Regions from separate parts of the Zea mays genome. Here all the other regions are linked to region 2. Evidence: chromatin contacts called from public Hi-C data. All regions are on one chromosome and are shown on one strand. Each heading gives the region's core, a stretch centred on a gene start, on an enhancer-like site or on the middle of the called end of the contact. The rest is flanking DNA. Distances are from core to core; before and after follow the strand shown. Region 1 has its middle 38 kb from the start of LOC107546754. Region 2 holds the start of LOC103634793 (protein ABCI7, chloroplastic). Region 3 holds the start of LOC100284536 (surfeit locus protein 5). Region 4 holds the start of LOC541812 (chloroplastic group IIB intron splicing facilitator CRS2, chloroplastic).

Region 1 (6,304 bases), core at 1,887-4,386, 430 kb after region 2:
TGTTATACTGTTATGTGAAAATGTTTCATAATTAATTTGTGATCCTAGCCATATATAAATTTTGTTATTTCAATCTAACTATTTCATCACTACATTGCAACCAACAGTACCGTGCAGACTTCTATACATGATAGCTGAATGCCCGTGCGTTGCAACGGGAATATATAATACCAGTATACTACGATAACTTATATACAAAATATGTGTTATACCGTTATGAGAAAATGTTTCATAATCAATTTGTGATTCTGGCCATACATAATTTTTGTTATTTATAATCTATCTGTTTCACCACTACATTGCAACCATCAGTATCATGCAGACTTTGATATATATCACGATTTGTATGGTCTCATTATTGGAGAGCACGTTTCACACATACCCGAAGAAATTCTCTCGTACATCGTTAGTCATTGGACACGTACCACCATACGCTTTTGCTTAAACAAAAAGGTAAGTGTGTGTTTGCAAGACTAATGGTTAAACATCGTATAACCACAAAGTTAGAATACTATATTAAAGTATCATACGAGACTAACAAAAAGGTAAGTTAGAATAAATTAATCCAATAGACATAGATTAACCCAATTAACATAGGATAAATAAATATCTAATTATAAAAGTATGAAACATGGTATAATCAATGTTGTTCCTGCGTAGTAAATATTCATACGAGACTAACACAACTGGAACGATTCAATTTGGAATTAAAATGGGGAAGTTACAAATTTCCAAAGTTTCTATGTATTTGATATAGGATTAATTAGGAAATCAATTTTATTGTTGTTTTTATGACAAAACAGAGGTATTATGTGATAAAAATAATATTATAGAATTATAGAAATTGGAATGAACTCATTTGGATTTAATATGAAATTTCCATGAATTAAATGGGTTTCTGCAATTATTTTTAAACTAAAAATCAATTTCTAAACTCCTTTTCCCTATTTTCTTTATTTTCTGGACTGCGTCCCAAATTCCAGAAAGATCAGGGGCCAAGCTATAAATGTTTTTCTAGACTCAGTGAACATACAGAGTGGACGGTGGGTTAAACACAAAAGACGTTTTAGTTGAAGTTGTACACAATTCAACATGAGTCATGTTGGCTAGAGGGTGGAAGGCTAGGCATTCTACTCAATAGATCCAAGGTTCGATCCCTAGTCAGCCACGGTTTGATTTTTTTTTCTGCGCGCGGAAAACTGGTGAGATCGCAGAATAGCAGAACACAAAAAGGCAGGCTACTATTGCTAACTTAATAAGTAGTAGAGATTTAGAGCGACATAAAAATGCGCAACCTAACGTTCACATGTATTTCAAATAATTTTCTGCTATTTACTACTGGAAATAAAGCAAAAAAATAATACTAAAATTAATACATGAACATAAGCACATTGAGCGTAAAAGGTATTTCCTTATTTTAAAGCATGTATTTTTTCTACTAATTATTTACTGCAGGAAATAATTAATTAATGTATAAACTGTAACTTTAAACATGCTTTATTCTTATTGCTATTTGCATCAGGAAATAAATAGTATAAATAATATAGAGCATGCAAAAAATACTAAAGTTGATTAATTCAACAGGAATTTATGAGAATTAATGTCTGTTGATTCGCCACTCGCCAGGGGAGGACTCGCCAACTGCGTAGCTGTTTTAATTTGACCGAGTTGCATGCATGCATGGCCCTTGCATGCAACCATGACTCGCCATCTGCTTAGCCGTTTTGACCGAGTTGCATGCAACCATGACTCGCGCTTAATCCTGGCGTCTGAAACTAACTACCCTTTTCTGTTGCATGCCGCTATAGGGGCACGTGCATGCAGACTCGGTCGCTGCAGGCAGCTGCGCCGTCAGCTCAGGCGCCGCAGAGCGGTGGCTGCTGTACGCGCGGGCGGGATCCATTCGTAGGGACGACCACCACCGCTACATGTTTTCTTGCCGTGGCTTAGGCGCATTACACCATGACAGCGATGGAAAGATCATCGCACATAATTCGTAGCCCGTGCACAGCAGCAGTCAAGAACAGTAAACATACCGTTCGATTGTGTAGAGGGAGAATCGAAGCCTGTCGCGTAGGACAGTTCGGCTAGGCCGGAGGACCTGCCGGCTTGATGAAGAGTTGATGCAGATCTGATCCACAGCAACGTCGAGGTAGAGCGTGCTGATAACGTATTGAGAACTACGTTACCACGGATCACCAGATCCGCTCCCTTTTCTCCTGTCAGCAGTAGAGGCGCAAGAAGCTGTAGAGGACCCGTCTCCCTTCCCATAAACACGACAGAGAAAACACATGAGACACAGGATATAGGGTTGGGCCTCTGGCCTATTTCTGATCTGTATTATGAGGGGGTGTACATGTTCCATATATAGAGATGTGAGACCCCTCAGGGCAAAGCAGGTATTTGCTCACATAACCCTAACTAGGGTTACTTAATACAGACAACAAGTTGCGACGAAAAGCTGGAGCGGGGGGAATCATCGTCGGTACAGGCACAGGAAGTCAGTGTCAGGAGGCAAGCGGGCCGGCAAGCCGAACAAAGATGTTGCATGTACGACACGGCCGGGGAGGGAATGTGGCGGGCGCCAAGAGAACAAGCCGAACAAAGCCGAACAAAGCCGAACAAGCGGTGGTCGGCGAGCGGCGGGACTGGGGCTAGGGTTTACTGGTTTAGTCGCCAGTCGCCAAGAGAAGGAGAGAGACCGAGGGAGACTGGGAGAGTGGCGGCCGTGTGCCAGAGCGAGTGAGTGGGGGATTGAGATTTGGGCGGCAGGCGGCTAGGGTTATGTTGTCTCGGGCCGGTGCCGTGCCTAGCCAATATCCGGACCAGGCTCGTGCTGGCACACGGGCTACTACATCAGCCCAAGCACGGCACGGCTGGCGTGCCGGGCTGGCCCGAGCCCATTTTGTTCCGGGCCGTGCCGTGCCCGTGACGGGCCAATTTCGTGCCGTGCCACGGGTAGCCCAGTCGGCCCGGTCCGGATGGACATGTATAGATCCAGACAACAAGTTGCGACGAAAAGCTGGAGCGGAGGGAGGGACGGGGAATCATCGTCGGCACAGGCACAGGCACAGGCACAGGAAGTCAGTGTCAGGAGCCAAGCGGGCCGGCAAGCCGAACAAAGCCTCCTTCCCTGTACGACACGGCCGGGGAGGGAATGTGGCGGGCGCCAAATCACACGAGGTGACAGCGACGCTGTTGTGTTGTTGCCTGTAGGCGCCTCCAGCAGACACCCAACCCCAAAACGTGCCGCGCGTGGTGGCACTGGTGGTCCAAACTGCAGCCGATGGGCGCAACTGCACTGCTGCCTGCTTGGATCGGAACAAGACGCCTTTTGCCTCGACGGCGTCCTCTTTTTTTTGCTTGTGCGTGCGTTGTGTTTTACATACACGGATCACGCCATGCAATTTGCGGGCATCCGTCTGCGTCCAGTGTGTCCACCACTACGGTGCCGGTTTGGAAAACCAAAGGTCTGGTCTGGTCTGGATGGCCGCTTTTTCTCGTTCACACACATCGGCCCAGTGGGTATAATTGATGACGGCTTGCAAAAAACTGCTACTACCGTGGGCCCTAATCTTGTTACTCCGGTGGGCTTCAGACCGTATGCGAGCGGCCTGGCCTGGCCTGGCCTGGACCCAGCACTCGCCAGCCATCCGGCCCCCGCGTATGTGTGGTCAACACGTCGGTGGCTTGTTAATTTCCCCGCCGGCAAGTACGTGTTGAGAACTACATTACCACGGATCACCAGATCCGCTCCCTTCCCTCCCGTCAGCAGTAGAGGCGTAAGAAGATGTAGAGAACCCGTCTCCCTTCCCATAAGCACGACAGAGGAAACACACGAGACACTGGATATAAGGTTGGGCCTCAGGCCTCTTTCTGATCTCTTTCTGATCTCTGTATTATGAGGGGGTGTACATGTTCTTTATATAGAGATGTGAGACCCCTCAGAGGCAAAGCAGGTATTTGCCCACATAACCCTAACTAGGGTTACTTAACACTCCCCCTTGGGCGAATACCGCGACCAACACATGCCTCGTTAAAACTCCAAGAAAAACCCAGTGGGAAAAAAAATATGGAGAAAGAGTGCATGGTGATACAAATTTCATTTGCACGTTGTTGCCTCATTAAAAACCTCATGTGAGAAACTTCAAGAAAACTCACCAAGGGAAAAAGAGTACAACAACTGTCATCGTGACAGATTTCGATCCTCTAGGATCTAGATTCTATCAAATCTTCTACAAGGGCTAACTTTAGAAATGTGCTCCCCCTGATCCTTGTAAAACTGTATCAATAAGGCAAAACATCTTCTTCTAGAAGTATATGAACATAAAGATTTAGCAAACGGATTGCATATCCTTGCAAGGACTATTTCAGGAACTTTACCTCTACACACTTCTAGGATATACGAGGTAAGTGCACGTATCAATATAAATAAGCCACTTTGACTTATGGTGTTCGATCGAGTAGATCTATAAATTTGATAGAAAGTTCCATAAAGGTTCACATATTGATCATCAAGCTCACGCCTTCAGGGCATAGAATATGACATTTATTGTCTCACGGTTGTGATCAATATAAGCATTTGCTCCCCCTGAAGATGACATATGTCAAAGTCGTTATCCCTCATAACTCAAGCATATTCTTCAAGTTATATGTCTCATTGTTCACCTGGAATAACGAGAATGGATGAGGTTGGGGTGCTATCATTTTCTATCTTACACCACAATTTATACATAGTTGTGCAAAGCAAATAACATGTCCTTCAATAGGACTTAGGGGATAATATAGTTGCAATAGTACATATTCTAAATATGACACATCGCTCGAGGCCTTCATCCATTGCAACATCTATGATGGTGTAACAAAAGTCCATCAAAGATCATAATCCGTCAGGGATTTTTCATCGATCAGATACATCGTTATAGTCTGTCATTCTGGCACAATGGGGATATTTTGCCAGTAACACCTAAACCTTATAGGTTTCTGCCATCAAGGCTTTAGAGGATACTGTAATTCCACATCTAGTGGAAATTGCCATGAGTAAAAACTCATGGGATGCACATGTGCTTATTCGGTGAACCTCAAGTCCTTTGGTACCTCATCTTATTCCTTTTCGGGTCTGTATGGGTCTTTATCCCTTTATACGGATTATCAAACTTTGGTGTTTAACACAGACTTTATTTCTTCTAGAAAGGTTCCATCAAGGAACTATAATCTCATCTAGGAGATATTCTCTCTACATAGGAGAGTGATCATTCATCAGGAATGTATTATCTAGTACGAGATTTATATGTTGCATATTTATAATTCAAAGATATGAGTCCTTGTAGGATCTCATGAGGATCTTCAGAATCCTATTAACTGCATATTTTAATCATGCCATTTGCCAGATATATTACATAGTGGAACAGTGTTTATTCAACACATATGTGGGATGGGTCTCTCACAAGACCACTTGAACCATCGCATTCACCACACATTATTTCAATAGTGCCCATAATGTCCGAACTTCAAGCTCGTGACTTTCAATTTGCGATTATTGGTTCGGCCTCGATTGCATTTATCAATGACCCGATAAGAGAGCTTAAAGAACTCATGCCTAGGACTTTGTTTTGGATCCATTTGCAATCTAGAGGGGCGAGATAGGTGTCGACATATTTGTCTCCCACATTTAATAATGATCTCTGTTATTTCCCAAAACGAAAGATTCATTGTTCCATATTCCCAGCACAATGATATTGCGCGCATTGCTAGGAACTTCATCATCAAGATGAACCTCTTCGTGAGGCAAATCACCCGCAGGGCGAGTTCATCGGAGGAGAGTTATTACAGACCACGTGAATCTGCAATCAGAACATATGCTTTGACTAAGGCCAATAAATCATATTCGCAGGCGTCCCCGAGAATAGATCAAATGCCAATAAGTCAAATGTGGATATGATATTAATCCCGGGTATATCCACATCTACATCAGGTAGAAGCATTCAAACCAATATGGTTACTCCTCAACGATTTCTGGCAAACTCCATATACACAGGAGTACACTCCGAACGATGGGTTCAGTTTGGCTTTTGTGCGTTTAATAGAATATTGAGGCATTACACTATATGGACATTCCTCCCCCTAATGCCGAGATGTTCTAAAAGCATACAGATAAAATCCCCAACCACAATCATCTAGTTTGTGGCCAATGTATGCTATTGTGGTGATTTATTTGGGAAATCTTACGCACATTACAGATAGGGGTTTTATGCAGTGAGCTTTGGACTTAGATTAATGTAGTGGCATGAATACTACATATTTG
Region 2 (5,767 bases), core at 1,188-3,687:
TGACACTCCCTGACTCCCTGTCCATGGTGGCGCCAAGAAGCAAGAGGTGGGAGTTGGAGACGAGGCACCGTTTGTTCTTGGGTGAGGCTTGAGAATGGATGGTGATGGGCTAATGATGTTGGGCTTGCATTGGGCTGTAAAATGAGGTACTATTGGGCTGGCATGCATCGGCACAGCGTATTGCACCGTATCGTGAGCTAAACCATTCAGTTTTTTTATCTCGTTTCCCTAATACTTCGCGACATGCGTATCGGGATGTATCACCGTATCCGATATGGGTGCGGCACCCTCCCTGGTGTATTGGTGATACATAGAACTGCTACTGCATAACAACATAACTATGAGTGAAACAAAATTCAACAGTTGAGTAACAGCTAAATGTTTCTGTGGCTTTCTGTTAACTTTCTCTCAATTATTTTATATCATGTAACACCAAACATCTTATACAACTATCAATACTATATTATAGACTTCAAGTTCACTTAAATATATCCTAGACAAATATTTAATCTTAGGATGTCATATATTCAGTTACTGTGAAAAGCGAGCAATAGAAATATTTCTGGCACATGCTAACAATAAATATTTTTATGCCATGAACACATCAAATGTGTTATGCAATTCAGTTAAAATTTAAATCTATCCTAGACAAACATATAACACCAGGATGCCATATATTCACCTACTGCGAAATACTGAGCAATAAAAAAGTGTATGGCAGAGGCATGAAACTAGAAATCTATGCAATGCTGACCAGGTAAATGGCTGGAAGCCTGGAATAGACAACATTTCTCATGTAAGAACAAAACAACAAAAAGGAAAAAAGCTGTCAAATATACCTGTTGACTTTAATATTGCCATCAAATATGCTATTTCCTGTGCCACAAGCAATGCATTTATGGAGCTGTCGCGAGAAACCTCTAGGGTGATCAAGTATCAGTCTGCTATGCAGATCATGTATCTGCTTATTCTGAGACGTTAAGTGAAGTGTTGATAGTTCTGTCTCTGTCTCAGGACCTAATTGCTCGATATGGAGATTGTGTCTGTTCAATTTTGCTCCAGTGCTGACCTCAACAAACTCATACTTACTAGTTGTATCCTGAAAAAGAGAAAAAAAAAGTTTCACAACAAATAAGACTGATTTTCCCTGTTCAACTAAGCTTCACTGATCAATCCCAACCCAAACCAACTAGAACAGGCATGACTCCCCAACACCCACAATGACTATTAACAATAACAAACGGAGGCAACTATCTTGAGTCATAACTCATGAGGTAGATCAAACAATGAGATCTTGGAATGACAAATGCCCCCAGCTCAGAACCAATCTGAGTAACTCCAACATCTCTCTCCCATAGTTTGATCTGAGTTGGGTTCTCTTATCATCACTATCCTAACCCATTTCAAGAGTATATAACACTCAAACATTACATTCATAAGTACAATTACAGGTATCTTCCAACATTTATCTAAAATCAAGACTTACCTGCTGGACGACTGTCCATTTAGTATGTGCTGCAGCAAATGATTGATGTTGCACGTATGAATGAACCACTCTTGCGCCCTCGTCAATTATAATCTCTGCCACTGGATTGGCCCAATAGCAACCACCTTCTTCTCCAGCCCCAAAATGCTCCTCCACTATAGCCACCTCTGCTGACTTCTCGGCCACAACTAGAACCCTTGGATTTGACATCAGCATACTCTCAGCGAAGCTATTGGTATAGGCGAACATGATGTGTATTGGGTCGTCGGCCACCTTGACCCCCTCAGGCACGTGCACGACAACAACGTCCCTCGCCCCAACGGCGTTGAAGTCATAGAAGAGGTCCTTGTGGGCGAATTCAGCGGCGGCCGCGAGCGCGGCGGCGGCGCGGTCCCGGGCGCGGCCAGGGGGAAGATCGGCGAGGGCGCTGACATGGGCACCAGAGGAAGAGACGAGGATTCCATCCGAAAAGAGCACGTGGGAAGAGAAAGGGGAGGACGGCAGCTTGAGGTCGGGCTCCCTGGACGGGAGGGAGATGGGGAGGGAGCGGAGGTAGGAGATGTCAGTGAAGCGGAAGGCCTCGCTGGAACGGCGAGTGGGCCAGCGTGTGGAGAGGAGGGAGAGCGCAGAGGCGGAGCGGAGGGGGTCCAGGAGCGGGGAGGTGGAGGTCACCGAGTCCTCCAGCTGTTCGGCGATGCGTAGGACGAGGTCATCGGAGACGGCAGGCGCCGTGCGCGGCACGGAGGCGGCTACCGGAGCATAAGAGCGGCGGAAGCGAAGGAGAGGCGGCGGCGGCGCGCGGAGAGCGGTGGAGCAGGAGGCGGCGCACAGCGGCGACGGCGAGGACATGGCGTCCGCGAAGCTTCTCCTCGTCTGCCCAGTGGCTGCGGTGCGGACTGCGGAGGGCCCTCGTGGCCGTGGGGATCGGTAAATCCGAGATCTGACAGGTGGGACTCGGAACGAGAACTGACGGCCCGGCCTACTAATACAAAAATACAAAATATGGGCCGTTTTAGGTGCACCCGGGCCCTCTCTTTCTCTCCGTCCGCCGATACGCGGGCCGCGTGCTTCAGGAATCAGGAGACCATACACGTCCGTTCTAATCGTCCCCACGGGCGTCGGCGCGGCCGTCGGGGGCTTCGCCGGCGACGCCCTTCCGGTTGCGCGGGCCGTCGATTGCATCGGCAACTGTATAATGTATCTCACCCAAACGTAACGTCATGGATCCCGGCATAAACATTATCTGCATGATTGGTTGGCCGAACTCCTGCGTGCAGGCCCCGCGCATACGTTGACCGTAGCGTCTGAGCCTGCACGCGCAGGTGCAGGCTAGACCTTTATACGCTTATTAGCCTGTATGTGCGAGGAAGTAAGAAATGTCCGTATCAATCGATACAGGATTGCGTGAGTCAGACGCTAAGGCTACTGGCAACCAATCGGACCTTATGCTACTGTACCTCTGTTGCTGTTTTTCATTTGAATTTGTTTGCTCACCTAGGTATAATTTGGAAACCTCATTTTTCTAAGGCCTTGTTCGTTTGTGTCGGATTAATGGGTCAGAACGATTTCTAGCCGGATTGCTTCTCTAATTTATATAGACTTTGATTGGTTGGAACGATTCCGGGTGCAATCCGACGTAAACGAACAAGGCCTAAAGGATTTCTATTTTATAAAAAAATATTTTATTTTCTTTTAGGAAAATAGGAACCCTTCGCTAAAATAGAGTTCCTATGGCTAGTTTAGAAACCACATTTTATCAAATGATTTTCATTTTTAAGGGAAACTAGCCTTTAAAGATGGAATTTTCACGTCGCAGGTGCTGAAGCTGAACGCTGCGATGCTGTACTGCTCGATGTCCGATAAACGTTGCAGGGTACGCCCTTGACAGGTTCTCCTGGGAGTGGGACCTGGGCACTCCAGCCTGTTCACCAGAACATGGTTAGTGTTGCATTGACTCGCGCTTTGAGGATTACTCACACCAACATCCACATCGGTTACAGAACTGGTATACACTATTGTTACCGAAAGAGATATCCAATCCAATGACACATCACACATTGTAACTGATCACACCTAGGTAGGCTTGGTGTTGGACTCTGGAACGAAGACTTCTCGCTGCAGGGGTGTAAATTGTAGGAATATTATCCGTCTGTATTCGAATTCGATCTGTCTAAAAGGGTTGCGATCCGATCTGTATCTGATTCCGGGTATTTAGTATCCAATCCGTATCTGAATACTCAAAGACGTCGATATCCATTCAAATCTTATACGACACAATATGATAATATCCGTATCCGATCTGAATCTAAATAGAAAAATATAAAAATAAATATGGTACGAGTAATATTATCTGATCCTATTACATCCCTGCTCGGTCCGCAGGCCCCCTACCTTAATCCTTAAGTACGTGAGAAGTGGAACAGCGGCGCCGAAAGATGGTGCACAAGGTACCAAGTGCCACCGCACACGGATTCAGGAACCTGGCCCCGTAACGACAGAGCACGCACGCACAAACAGAAGCAACACTGAGAGGAGGAACAGTCTGTCTAGCTAGGATCCTAACGACTGCACCACACGACCAAGACCAACCATCTGCTGGCCTCTTCAGATCAAGATCATGCATGATGAGCTGATGGCATGCACGCTGCTCCAGATGCCCCCAACTATTCTTGTACCGCTACCGCATGGTGACGGCCCTAGCTAGCGGAGCCTGTCTTGTCTTCACGCTGTCTCCTTCCCTAAATTTTATCTCCTAAAGGTATATTTTTTGTCCTTTACAACACTTTCTAAAAAATTATGTACTCTATATCTTCTTCATCTCCAACAATATCCCCTAAATTCCATCCTCTATATCAACAGTGTACTGGATTTGACATTCTATATTATTTTTTACTATTCATCACCACGTGAGCATACAGACACAAAAAGGATCTGACACACATGTATAGTGTATAGAGCACCCTCTATAGATAGCGCACGCATGCCATCCTCTAAATTTTAGGGGACCTTTTAGAGTCTCTTGTTGGAGGGATAAAGGACCTGACCGTCCCCTACATTTAGAGTACAGGACCATTTACAGGTTGCTGCTGGAGTCAGTTCAGGGTCAATCGTCAATTCAAAATGCTATTGCAAGATTGTACTTGCCGTGCCGGCCCTAGGTAGCCGAGCTTGTCTTCGGCGATTGCCAACAGTGACGGAGCACGTCCAAAAATAAGGTATGGCGGTTGGAACCGGCCCCTACCCAAGGACACTCTCCCTACCTCGCTCACTCACAGATGCAAAGAAGATGAGCAGTAGTTTTCTCCGACGACGAACGCCTGTTTCTTGGCACTTTTATTCACTGGGTCTGGCAACGAATACAGAAGAGTATAGGAGCTACATATAGGCCACAGACTGCCAGGAGCATGTCTCCACGTTCGGCCTTCTTGCCATGCCGCATGACCCGCTCAACACCTCCGTGAGCCACCCACTCACCTGGAGACTCGGCATCCTACATGCAGATCGGCACCACGCACACCAGTACACCTCCTAGAGACCCGTATGTGACACACACGTACATACACGAGCTGCACCTAAACACTCTACGCGTTACGCACTCACGTACATCACACACATGATGTGTTTATTTTCCAACAAACTCCCCCTAAACACGACAAGTCGTGTTCCGCCATTACAGCAACGTCGGCTCGTCCTCCACATTGACAAGGAGTGCCTTCTCTTTCTTCTTCGCGCGACAGTCACGCGCCATGTGCCCCCGCTCGCCGCACTCGAAGCAGCGCCCGCGATAGTGTCTTTTGCCGCGCCTGCTCATGCTCGAGAGTGTGCTGCTGGTGTCGTCGTCACTATTGTCATGGTCATTACCGCCGCCATTCCCGCGACGCCCATTTCCGCCGCGTGCATGCTCCTTCCCGCGTTGTCGACGACGTGCCTCCCACTGCTCCTCCGTGAGCAGCAGTTGTTCAACGCCCTCCACAATAGCCTGCTTTGCGTCGTCGTTGTCTGCGTCCTCCGCCACGCGGAGTCGACCGACAAGCTCTTCAATCGTCGTCGTGTTGAGGTCGGTGAGCATCTCAATCGCCACGGCCACTTGCTTGAGACGCTTGGGGACGACGCGGTGGTCCTCCAGCGTCTCGCCCATCTCTCGAAGGCTTGCGACGAGGCCGTTGATCCGCAACGCGAAGTCACCGACGCTCTCACCATCGCGAAAGCCGACGTTCTCGTACTCTTTCCACAAGCGTTGCACGCTCACGACCTTCACCCGGTCATCGCCGATCCTCATCG
Region 3 (6,391 bases), core at 836-3,335, 450 kb before region 2:
ATTAACCTCAATCATAGGATGGTGACCGCACAACAGATGAGTAGTAGTGTGCCTCTAGCTCCTTGAGGCTTGCTGCTGCCTCCTGCCCAATCCTCTCCAGCATTCTCTCAGTTCCCTCAGCTTGCTGACCCAGCACTTCGATCCTCCTATCCACATTCTCATTCAATGAAGCAAGCCCAGAAAAGATGGCTGTCCTCTTAAGTTCCGACACTAATTTCAACAGAGAGTCTGCTGAATGTACCTAAACAGAATAAAGACATAAGGGAATATCAGAAATTTCAAGTTCAAGAGTTGATACATGATTCTTCTTGACATTTTCACCATAGTCTAGAGTTCTGCTTTAGGTAAATAACTGACTGCATATGTCATACACAATTAAGCAAAACATTAAACATCACGTTCCTCTATAGCATATGGAAGGGGGCAAACAGTAATTCACCTGTCTTCCATTACGACGATGCCTATAGAGCCCTAAATAGGATCAATTCTAAGGTAATCATCTCTTCTTGTCATGTCTATAAGCTGTGTCTACTGTCTATCATGGAACATTGGTTCTAATTTCTAAATGCATGCCTTTAAATGAATTCCAGGTTCTCACGCCCCAGACCAGGTTTATCTTTCTGAGATAGTGCTATGTACATCTACACTTCTCCAGTTATACATAATCAGATCTTGCTTCTAGCCAAGTGGTACTTGTTTCAATAGTATCCTCGTTAATCTAGCTCCTTCATTTTCATTTGGGTGTTACCACATCCCCATGTCAGGTAACACCTATAACAGTATCACATTTTGCACTTCCACTTTCACATCACCATAGAGTATCCAATTTAATATTACAGACAGACATGCATCTTAGTATATTACTTCCGCTGATCAGACTTTTTTTTAACTTTGAGCAGCAATATTTATACCGATATATTACTATATAAGCTTAAATATAAGAGAGTTATACATATCATAAAGTTACTTTTCAGTTTTTATAATGCGTCTAGTCATGTGAAACTTGCGTTCTCAATCTATACAAAACTTCAGATACTGAAGGTCAAAGGCAAAAGAGTTTGACTTAGGACAGACCTAGAAGGACTAATATTTCACCGATCCGAGGAAGCATATCCTTTATGATTCTATAGCATGCCTATCTCAAGCAGTCAAGCTATAATAAGAGTATATCACCCAACAGCTTATATGTTGTACATGATATAAACTGATGACAGTGACAAAAAGAACAGTTGGCTGAATCCAACTCCTCCTTGTCCTGTAAATTAACTAGATTGGAGCCAAGTTGAGCTTGTCATAACTTAAGACCTGGAAGAAGCTCATGCATTGCTTTTATAGTATAGTACACTTGGAACAACTGTGCAGCCTTCTAGATTCCCATGCCCCAGCAGCATCACAAAAGTAAAGCAAAATTATTATTTCCAGACAAACGAGAAAGCAATAATCTGTTGCGTTTATAAGAATCAGACCATGCAATTACTTATCTCTCCTCTAACCCCAATTTTGGGCACTGCAAAGGCATAACAATCACGATGTTCTATACCAAAACGGCTTCGAAACCATGGTACATGTTTTTTTTGGGTGTAAAATATCCTCGCTCCAAAATTTTGCTAATGTATCATTGTATCTAGGAAATAACTAACTAGGGATGTCTGATTCAAACACAGTTTCAGAACCAAATCCGCTAACGATCGGTGGGCAGCGAGTAGGTCCATACCATGCGGGCGGCGCGCATCTCCATCTGGAAGGCCTCCTGCGAGTTGCGCACTGGCGGATCGTTGACCTAACCATGGCATTCCGAGCTAGGGTTAGTGCGGAGTGCTTCAGGCTGCCAGATTCGAGGGTGAACGGAGGCGCACGGACATACTCGGGCGATGTTGATGAGGGAGGAGAAATTGTCGACGAGGCTGGAGACGTCGGCGTCCGCCTTCTGCAGCAGCGACTTCTGCTTCTGCACCGCGGCCGCCGCGGCCGCGGCCGTCGGGCCCGGGGCCGAGCCGGGGCCGCCGCCTGCTTTGCTCATTGCGGGTGGGTGCCGCTTCGACCTGGCTGCCGCTGCGCCAAAGAGTCGCCAACCAGCATGGCATTGGGCATTGGCAGCATCCAGCATCCGTGCCAAAGAGTCGCCGCTGCTGGGAGCCTGCGTCGCCTGGGCCGCACCCCCACGCCATCGGCTTGGGCCGCCGCTGAACCTAGTCCCCTTGGGCCGCCGCTGCCCATTGGCAGCTGGGCTCTGGCCCCTGTTGCTGGCTGGCTGCTGGTGGGCTGGCCTATCCTGATCGTCCATCGGCTTTTTTTTATCTTTTTTCCTTTTCTGATTTTATGCAAGTCGTATTGGTTTCTAGGGACTAATTTTTAATCTTATATTTTATTCTATTTTAGTCTCTTGCCAAATATATTTATATTTAGCAATTTAAGAACTAAAATAGAATAAAATAAAGGGACTAAAAATTAGTCCGTAGAAACCAAACGCCCTGTTAGTTCCAAAACATAATTTCCTTATTTCATGTCCTTCATAAACTTAGGCCCTATTTTTACACTTTAAATTATATAATCTAATTAAATAAGTTAAAAAGCAAATAAACATCGTAGATTACAAGGTGAACTATATAATCTAGATGCCTAGATTACGATAATCCACAAGTAGATCATTAGATGCTTATATAATCCATAAGTTGGATTATATAATCCTAGAAATAAATAAACAAGACCTTACTATATAAAACCAGTTTCCGTCATTACCGCTGACCACATTTCGCCTCAACCAACACAACACATGCACAACAACAATTCATGAAACCTATGAGCACAAGTCCACAACTTAACTCAAAGTCAATCTAAACAACACACTCCCACGAGTGTGTTTCAAATTAATGTCAAAATCATATATTATAACATATGAATAATGTCCAAAATATGCTAATCACTTTGCCAAGCCAATCTAACGCAATGTTTCATCATACGCGATTTCACAGTTAAGTATGAGTAACTGATCTAAATAAAAGCAATATATACGTACATTTCTCCAAAGAAATTAAGAAACATATAAGACCTTGTTCGTTTCTGTCGGATCGGTGGGTCGGAACGATTCCTAACCGGATTGCTTTTCTAATTTATATAAACTTTGATTGAGTAGAACGATTCCAGGTGCAATCCGACACAAACGAACAAGGCCTAAATATTTGATCTTCCGTTTGCTCTGCCAAGCTCTGCAGTCTTCCAGCATGGCTGCCGTCTGCGCCTCTGTAATGAATAACTGAAAACTGAACAACAGCAGAAGATGATGTAGAAAAGAGACATATACATTACTAGTTACATGCCCGTGCGTTGCGACGGGAGTAAAAAATAGATACAGATCGACAGGCATCACTATGATATACAAAATACAGACAAGTACATAGCTTCTGTTCATAATCGTTTGTGATGGACGTCAAATAGCAAAATCGACTATAGAAAATGTTGGATCCTTTTCCCTTTCACAAACTATGTCTTAACAAAGTTTCAAGTCACATGCACTGCATGAGAAAAAATAAGTTACCACAGAAAAAGATGTTACAAGCATTATGCCATTGTAGACCTTATACTCGGACAAGAACATCACAAGAGAAGCAGAACAAAGCTACACGGCCAAGATCCAGAAGTAGACAATCCTCGTCGAGCTTCCATCGGAAAGTTGATCACTATACCAAACTTTTAATTCTTTGTATCATCATTATCCTCTTCCACTTGATCGACAACACGAGCATCCAACACTACGCTCGCTGCCCAGACCAGCAGCTTTGCACCTTCTTGAATCAAGCCCTGCAAGCTGCAGCTCCCTGTTGCTCAAACCTGCCCATGAAATCATCAGAGCACTCGCATGGCAGATAATTTCATTAGGTGATTTAATTAGAATATTCTCAAAGCACATTCTATTCCTTGATTTCTAGATGGCCCAACATATGGCCGAAACGGCCACGATATGAACATGTTTGGTTTGTGGCACAAGCTTCTCCAACCACAACCAGCACTGGTTCACATCAGAAATGTATGGTCCGGTTGCATTTTGGATACTATAGACTTGAATGCTTAATGGCCTATAACTAAGAAAATGTTTAAACTGGTACGATTCTGAATTCAAATAACATAGGTGCTTTTATACAACCACCTAAGTCTAGTACACTATCACAGAACTCCATAAATAGCACCTTGAATGAACTTAGAACATGCTAAAATGCACAGATATGATTATCAAATTTCCTAAGCAAAAGTACATTCATTACCTAAAAAGAAATGAAAGTCATAATATCACTAAACTACCATAATTGCATGTTTAGTAATAACATTTGGCACCAAGTCTCAAAAAGACCAATTTACAGAAACTGAACATAAGATAAGAATACATACATTACACGGGCTACTTTGGACCATGTCAACCACTTCCTGATTACTAAGATGTTCCCAGAGTCCATGAGATGCAAAAATGATGAACTTATCAGTTGGTTGTATTTGGTGGACAGTAATTGCTAGATCAGAACTAAGAAGTGGTCTCCTAAAAGTTTCCTGAAGACGAAACTTGTTGTGCAAAGGTTCTCTATTAAATTCTGGTTTCTTCATATACACATCTCCTATTGACCTTATTATCTGCAACACATGATCATAGCATGTGAGATGCAACCTGGAAGTAAATCAATTCAACAAGCAAGATTGCATGTCAAAATCTCATATGCATTGGAACCTTATTTATGTTTATGAACAGTAGAGAAGGCAATACGTTAGCTCCGAATATACGAAAATCAAGTTGTGAAAAACACCAAGCAAGTTAAGTACGAGCGGTTCGGTACATCAGCTATCCACAACTATGTGACCAACATTTTCACTCATGTGGGTGTAAAACAGAGGTTATCCATAGTTACAGAAAGTGGAAGGAAGTATGACCAACCTCCTTCAGCTCCATGCCTGGAAGAGGGTCGCCTTCTTGGTCACATGGTTGGCAGCTCAGTGACTTGTTCCATTTCCCTGTAATCATTATTTTGAGTTCTTCCGCTGCACTGTACACATACCCATCTACCTCATACCGGCCAGCCCTGAAATGTTAGGGTAAATTGAGACAAGCCTTGACAAAGCAATACAGACCGGACTGAGCAAACTATATATATACAAGGCTTCAGTTGAAGAATCCCCAAATTTGGCTCTGCCCTTGGCTAGTTTGATCAACACAATACAACAAACTGAATGGAAGAAAACAAAGCTTACCTGTTGCAAAATAAAACAAAACAGTAAAATCACTTGAGACTTCAGAGTTGAAACAAAACCTATATTCACATATGTAGCACCGATGCATATACAAATACCTTTATCAGAAACATGAAGATACGTGAATACATTATTTTCTCAATAAAAGTCACGATAGAATCCATGCAAGTTTTTTTAGAAATAAAAAAATGATGAGGCATACTACAATTCTAAAAGCAGCTGCAGTGCAGCAGGTACATTCAAATTGCCCCCACATTCTTGAAACTGTGCAGTCTAGACAGAAATGCATCAATAGCAGTAAAAAAAATAACAGAACGAGCGCGGCCACGCCTACTCCATCATAAATCACAGCAGCCAAGGCAGCATTACTACATTGGGTACATATCAGAAGAGCACCTGGGAGATGCGTACGGACACGATCTGCTCGTCCCTGGCTGTGTCCCGCATCGCCTCGAACGTCGATAGCAGTCCTGTCACCCCAAGAGCACGACACACATCACATCAGAACTCGGGATTGGCACTGCGCTGGAACGAGGATCACAGTTGGTTTTGATGTACGTACCTCCGTTGCTCTGGAGGTTGGTGTGGATGGCAGCGGCAGTTGCGGAAGCACAGTGCCTGGTCATCGGGTCGTCGTGCTTTCTGGTCCAGGCCCTATTGAGGACAACTGAAGAACAAGGCAACATCAACACCAACCATGTTATTCACGAATCACGATTCACCAATCCATCATTATGTCCCCAAGTTCACCGTCTTGTAGTTGTCCTTCCGCATCTGCTCCCACTCTCTAGTTGTCCTTCCGCACCTGCTCCCACTCCTCCCCACTGGTGGATGGGGGTGGGGCCTTTCGTTGTCGCCGAGGGCTGCTCCTCGTCACATAGTGGGAGACAAAGATCAGAAACATAAGGGAACTGTCCAATCTAACAGCTCCCTCCCATACTTCAGTTCAAAGCAATGAAGGGAATACCATAAATTATATGGATCATTGATCCCATGAATTTATTCCATGCTAACAGATTGATAAGTGAATTTGGACTAATAGAGAGCAAAAACTTGCATGACATACCTAGTAGTGAACCATGTAAATGCAGGCGGGTACACCAGCGTGAGAATTGTAGTTCCCAGCACTATATGGGGAATAATGCAGATTACGATGACA
Region 4 (6,562 bases), core at 2,522-5,021, 280 kb before region 2:
AAGGTAGCCTATATGAATTGATCAAGTGATTTGAAAATCTAAAGATTACCCGTTGTGGCGACCATGACCACCTTTCTTTTGAAGCCGCAGTACACCATTGGGCAGACTTGTATCATCATAAATCTGAAAAAAATAACTTACAGCAGTCAACTTTTGAATTTATGATAATGACTGAAAGTTGTAGATCATAAAAAAAACACTGATGATGTGTACCAAGAGGATGTGCCGTAATGGTACTTGATAATAGGCTGCAAGAGGTCCAATCTTCACATGACAACGGGTGAGGTTAGGATAGTGAACTCATTATAAATGATAACAGATCTCAATTAGTCTTGACATTTCTTAGTAGCACATTGCAAGACATGATGTGTGACACTTTAGCAATAATATTGCAAGAATGAGGGAAACGAGAAATTGTAAGTGTAGGCAAGTCAGAATGAAAGCATAAGATTACCAACATAATTGACATGCTTTTGCTGTACTGCACATTCAACCAAACTAACTATACTCATTTGTTACAAATGGTTTCTCATTAATGAATAATATATCCGTACAATGGAATAAACTAAACCTCAACTTTGATCGAAGATATAAATAGCCAATTCGCCTGTTGTGCACTTCATATTAATACTCCTAACAGGCAGTATTTTGCATCAACAGGCATCAAATGTCCACTCCTTAAACCAAAAAAATAAACAAGTTCAAAATTGTGCTCATGTTGTATCCACTACTTTCTCAAAGGTTACAAATACCAAACAAGAATGAAATGCATGTAAATATATTGCAAGTTTAAGTAAGGAATGCAACTATCCCCACAAGTAACCAAGCTCTCATAGAAACATTTATTTAAGTAACTAAAATATCATTGCCCCCTTATCAAAAAAAGAACATCACTGTCCCTTACATTTCACAAGCTAATAATGCCACATAGAAGGACTAAGAATAACTCACTGCCTCTCCACTGTAGTTCATGTATGATTGCGGTTTTACCACCAAGACTGGCACCTCGCCAATTGAACCTACACTAAAATTCAACCCAACGATGGGTTAAACAAATTAATATTATGAATACACAATTGTGGTTTTTTTACTGTGGGGGAGAGAATCCCCACCTGAATTTCATTGATTCTGACATGGCTAAGCCACGCCTCAACGACCTCGTTTTTAGGGGAAACGAGACAAAACCTTTACATAATGTTGTGGCAGACCACAAATTACAGACAACTGTCAGGATGATGGCGCATCACCAAGAGGCAAGAGTGCCACCGCGTGCCGTGAGAGCCACCGACGCCGCGGCATGAGTGCTGCTACGCACAAAGCCTGTCAGGATGAAGATCTGGAAGCAAGAGGACCGGATCCGGCACAAAGAAGGTCGAATTTGGCAGCGGGGGGAGGGGGCACACCAGCTATGGAGCTTCAAGCCCGAAGCATGTCGCAGTGCGGAGGAGATAGAGAAATGAGAGGGAGGAATGGAGAGAAGACATGGAGAGGGCTGAAATAGGCCTCGCCTCCGCCCTCCTCGCCATCCGCTGAGCCTTCGGCGGGCAGCTCCGGTGGCGGCGTAGCTCGAGAGCAGGCTTGGGATGGGAGCACTAGCAGGTTGTCAATATTTGGGGAAGGAGCGCTCAATATCAATTGTGGATATTAAGTTTTATATACCAACCAAGTTCAACCCAAAAGCTTAAGCTGATAGGAAGCGGCAAACATTCACTTATATTATATTCTAACACCCGCTCATGTCGATCCTCTTTTAGGTCTCTGACGTGGAATAGGAGCGAACAATAGTTATTTCATTTTAATTGTGCTAGCTAGAATTCGAACTTGTGACCTCTAGCTCCGATATCATATTAGGTTGCATGCACCAAACAAGTTCAACACAAAAGCTTAAGCTGATAGAAAGCGACGGACAATTCACTTATATTATATTCTAACAGTGGAAGTTACAGTCAAATAACCTGCAAATTGTTATCCTTCAAAAAATAAAATGTTCTAGGACTGCATGTTCATCTATGAAGATAGCTTTATTTCATTTTGAATACATCACACAAACGCCATTATGCATACCTAAAATTATATATTGTATTTTTCTAATGGGATGATCAACATACCAAGTTTAAAATTTCAACCAGTACATCAGGATATTTCCTACGATGGTTTTGGCGGTACAATAAGGACTAAGTGAACTGCACGGCTTCTCACTAGATTGAATAGAACAATAATGAAAACCAAATGGCAATGAACATGGGAAAATGTTATCTTGTTTTCTCTTGGACCAACCTTCTATTTGTCATTTTTAATAAACTTTTAGTTTGATATTGCACCATGATTTTAAAAGGAGAGCATCCTCATGAGTGTATAGAACATGCATAAAATTGGGCCTACTTACAAAAAAAAGTCCCATCAAAGGGCATAAATATATGCCAAGTTTCTTATATTGAAGACAGTATAAGAAGTAAATGATAACCACTTTTCAGTATTCACCAAGCAATATGTTCATTATATACGATCTAACTAACTAATAATAACTTGGAGTTTGTTCTTTTCAGTATTCACCAAGCAATATGTTCATTATATACGATCTAACTAACTAATAATAACTTGGGAGTTTGTTTTGCTAAAACTTACACAAAACAAGTTCTACAGAAATCAAATAAGACCGTCTTCAGCTGTTCACTCATATGGTCACCCAAAACACTGTTTTGCACTATACAGTGCATTCTTCGCAGGGTGGGGTTTGAATATGGGGATGGAGATGGGTAAGCTGCCGGAGATAGCCTAATAAAACTTGCAAAACTAATGATTGGCTGAGTAGAGATACATGAAGAAATCTCCAGGGATTCATCCCTCCAACTACCATACTCCAGCTCGAATCTAAGTTTAGGTTGCTGAACTGCAATAACTGAAATAGACTGACAACTACATAAAGAGTACAACCGAGATTGATGTCCAATTATACCAATACAAATATGCAATACACACCAGCATGGCAAAATGATTGCAATACATATGTTTCCTTCATCACTGTCAATCCCCCCCAAAAAAATTGGACCAAAGGCTTTCGCCTGCTTTATTAGAAAGTGTACTGCTGAAACCAAGATCTAACACTGCCGTTACCAGTTTACAAGGGCGCCATCAGTCCCCAAATTATGCAGTAAGGAAACTAAAGATGGAACACAGCATAAAGAAGGAACCTACTAGAATCTAAGCAGACACAATCCAGGTGATAAAGGTTTTAGTTACCAATTCCCAGAAGCGACTTGGACTGGATTGTGTTCATCGTAATCCCCTCCTCCGCCGCGATGCGATCCACCATCTCAAACCCCACCTAGTCAATGACACGAGCACGCGCACAAGGGGGGGGCGAACGAGAAGTGAGAATTACCACGTCCAAGTTGCGGGAAATGGGAAACGAAAGAACAAGTGTGGCGACGGTTCTAACATTGTGCCGCGTGCCGTAGTACTTGTTGCCTGGGTTGCCGAGGCCGGCGATGAGCCAGGGCGTGTATTCCACCGGCCCCGCCGCGGGGTCTGGGACGGAGGAGACGACGGTGAACGGCCGCGGACGGCGGATCCGGTGGAGTGGGGCGGTGAGGTTCTTGCGGGGCATGTGGAATGAGGGGAGGAAGGGTGCGGAGAAGTGGGAGGAAGTGCTGGGAATGGCCGCGGCGAGCAACGACATGGCGAACGGGAAGGCGAGCGGTCGAGAGGAGGCGGTAGCGGCGCCTGCGCCGAACCGAAACGATAGGAAACGCAGGGGCCAGTGGCCAGGGGATTTGGGTAGTAGCCTAGTAGGTCGGTCTGGAACTGTAAGAAGTAGAATCGCTTACGCACAATGGGCCTGGAGTTGGGCTCTTTTGTTTGTGGGCTAAACTGCTGGCAGATTATTCGTTCGTCTATGAATCCTGGACGTGTTGCTGGTCCGGTGATTGCGGTTTACTACGAGTTATTTGCCCGTTCGCCATTATCAAAGGCGGGCTTCTCCTGAATGCCATCATGGCAATGGGTTTCGCCAGTACACCATTTTCAAACAACGTTTCATAGGCAAAATACCATTTTATCGTCTTCACCAACCTGGATGCTAGCCTTAACGCTTTATCTGACAATTTTACCCTTTGCTCTTAACGGCGTTAACTGTACACGAACGAAGTTGGCGCCTTGTTTGACTGCACACGTCCAAAACTGCTCCAACCTTGGTTCAGATAAACTGATAAAGCATTCAGACTGGCATTCTCTGTACTGCTTCCGGGAATAAACTGATAAAGCACAAACTGACAAAAAAAATGCACACGTCCAAAATATTTTGTGCTTTCTAGCGCACAGTACAGAGAAGCACAAGAATCGGCAAAAAAAAATGCAGCACAGAAAGCAGCTAAGGTTTCAAACAAGTTTTCAGCACAGAAATTTCAGCACACCAAACAACACCAAACAAATGAAATTTCAGAGAAGTTCACAGTTCAAATGACCTCATAGATGTTCACAGTTTGGACTCACTAGTTTCATAGATGTTCAGACAGCAAAATATTAAATTTTACACACATTCGACTCATACAAAGAGTCACACAGTTCATACATTGATTTCAGACAAGTTCAAACAGACACATTTCAAACAAGTTCATTCACTTGCTGTCAGGTTCTTCTTCTTCCTTGGTGTCATTTTTTTTGCAGGCTTTGCATTCTTAATTGTTGCAAGCTTTGTTGGCGACACATTCAAATCTTTGTTGCTGCCAAGGTTGAAGTCAGCTTGCTCACTTGTGCTCTCCCCAAGCAACATAGCAAGCCCCCTGCAAAAAATTGAGTTAGAATGCAGTTGCAATTAGCTGCAGCACAGATAAGTTTACAACTAGTGCTGACCTTCTAGTCAATCTAATAGGGCTATCCTGCAATATTGTTTCTCTATTTGGTCTGATAGGACTTGATATGATAGCATTTGTCTCTTGCACATCTCTGTCTGCATTACCTGTCTCTTGCGCAGTTTGGTCTACAGCAGCATTTGTCTCTTCCCCATTTTGGCCTCTCCTTTTTGTTGGTAGTTTGGCATTCTCTCCATACTTAGTGGTATTCTTTCGAGGCTTCCTCTTCCTCTTTTTTGTTCCATTTAGCGAACACTTGTAGCTTGTTTCTCCGTGCCCTAGTTCACCACATCTTTTGCACTTTCTTTTTCCCCGGATCATTTGTTTCTTTGTCCCCCATTCAGCTTTTACAGCAGCCACCGTTGCATCTTTTTTGGGTTTTCCACCACCTCCACCTTCCAAACAACTTTTGATCCTAAGTTTTCTTTGTCTACCAGCAAACCTTTTGTCCAGTGGTGCGCCAACAACAAATGGCAAGTCCACTTCAGGCCATTGTGTTCTGTCAGGAAGTGGCTCAATCAATCTTGAGTATGCTTTCCTAAACCTCTCAACAGAATAATATTCATGCACAAAGTCTTCCATGTTTACATCTATTGTTTGTTGTGCTGTGATTAGAGCAAGAGCATGTTGACAAGGTTTACCTGTGTGCTGCCATTCCTCACAAGTGCAGTGATGCAAATAAGACTTCACCACATTCCTGTTATGGGTGCTACTGCTATCCAAAATCTCTGTAGAAAAGCAGTTAGCCTTGACAACAGATAGATGTCCTAATCCTCTAGTCCTTGCTTTTAATTGATGTATTATTGCAGGAAGGATCCTTCCACTAAGCCTTTCTCCAATAATTCTCCTCTTGTTCAACAATATGCCAAGGACATCCATCTCCTTTGCAATACCCAATGTACCTAGTTCGGTCAGTTTTTGCGATGTGGAGCTCAAATTCCTCATTTATAGCAAATTGGCGCATAGCCAATCTAAACTCTTTCATGTCAGGATACACTGTGCCAATACTCATGCTAGGCTTATCTGGGTCGTGCACAAACACTCTCTCCTCAGGTACATCATCATCAACTGGAATCGATGCGCCAAAACTATCATCCAAAAGATGAGGAGCTTCACCATCAACCCTCCCTGCCTCATTATCAACCCTCCTAGCATCACCATCATTACCCATACCATCTGCAGGAGGAGTCTCTTCATCAACCGTCAAGCCTAAGAGATTATACAACTGATCCTCATCTATTACTTCCAGCCTTCCCTCTTCATCTTGTCTTTCTACTATTTGAAGTGTGTTCCAATCAATATCGTCAATAGCAACAATTGGGTCAACAACAGCTAAAGTAAGCTCAGGCTCTCCATCGAGCCTAATAACAAATTTTAACGCAACGAAGTTAGTAGTTAGATGAAGTTAGCTAGAACTGATCTAATACATCTTAGCTGCAAACTATAGAAGGGACAGAGAACTTACATTGACACAGTATCACTAAAATTGGAATCCATGTTTACAAATGGGGACAATTTGATCCTATGCACTGCATCTCAAAGTAAATCATCAGTTAGATTGGAATCTAGTGTTGCATCTATGTTGTGGTAGCCAAACAACATAGCAAAACACCAGTTAAATTGATAACCTGGATGTAGTGGGCGGCGGGGAGGCCTGGATGGGCTCGGTCGGCGGCGGTGGCGATGCCTGAGCTCGGGCGACGGCGGTGGCA

Evidence for each region. A called contact is a pair of places that touch in the nucleus more often than the background predicts.
Region 1: a Hi-C map of bundle sheath shows a contact between it and region 2, with 3 times the contacts expected there. The contact joins the enhancer-like site here to the promoter of LOC103634793 in region 2. A contact is called at or near these places in 5 of 25 Hi-C or Micro-C datasets (bundle sheath, ear, endosperm and 2 more).
Region 3: a contact with region 2 is called in a Hi-C map of tassel, with 2.2 times the contacts expected there. The contact joins the promoter of LOC100284536 here to the promoter of LOC103634793 in region 2. A contact is called at or near these places in 2 of 25 Hi-C or Micro-C datasets (ear and tassel).
Region 4: a Hi-C map of ear shows a contact between it and region 2, with 5 times the contacts expected there. The contact joins the promoter of LOC541812 here to the promoter of LOC103634793 in region 2. A contact is called at or near these places in 9 of 25 Hi-C or Micro-C datasets (bundle sheath, ear, leaf and 3 more) and 1 of 3 datasets of contacts at active chromatin or transcription factors (leaf).

The regions. Positions count from the first base shown.
Region 1 is chr8:12,296,718-12,303,021 of Zm-B73-REFERENCE-NAM-5.0, reverse strand. No RefSeq gene overlaps it. Among protein-coding and RNA genes, the nearest start is that of LOC107546754, 38 kb to the right of the region's middle. Within about 2 kb of position 3,136, at least 18 of the 20 cell types and tissues checked have an H3K27ac peak or open chromatin away from gene starts, as enhancers often do. A contact at or near this core is called in bundle sheath, ear, endosperm and 2 more, where this site is marked.
Region 2 is chr8:12,726,801-12,732,567 of Zm-B73-REFERENCE-NAM-5.0, reverse strand. LOC103634793 (protein ABCI7, chloroplastic) reads right to left here and starts at 2,437. Exons shown (of 3, transcript XM_008657384.4): 1 at 1,487-2,437; 2 at 840-1,099. The coding sequence starts at 2,335.
Region 3 is chr8:13,178,199-13,184,589 of Zm-B73-REFERENCE-NAM-5.0, reverse strand. LOC100284536 (surfeit locus protein 5) reads right to left here and starts at 2,085. Exons shown (of 4, transcript NM_001157431.2): 1 at 1,865-2,085; 2 at 1,715-1,780; 3 at 7-241. The coding sequence starts at 2,020. The coding sequence ends at 8.
Region 4 is chr8:13,008,335-13,014,896 of Zm-B73-REFERENCE-NAM-5.0, reverse strand. It overlaps LOC541812 (chloroplastic group IIB intron splicing facilitator CRS2, chloroplastic), which reads right to left and starts at 3,771. Exons shown (of 9, transcript NM_001111493.2): 1 at 3,440-3,771; 2 at 3,241-3,325; 3 at 952-1,019; 4 at 214-264; 5 at 50-123. The coding sequence starts at 3,679. It overlaps LOC103634796, which reads right to left and starts at 6,507. Exons shown (of 2, transcript XM_020542735.3): 1 at 4,852-6,507; 2 at 4,420-4,781. The coding sequence starts at 5,795. The coding sequence ends at 4,613.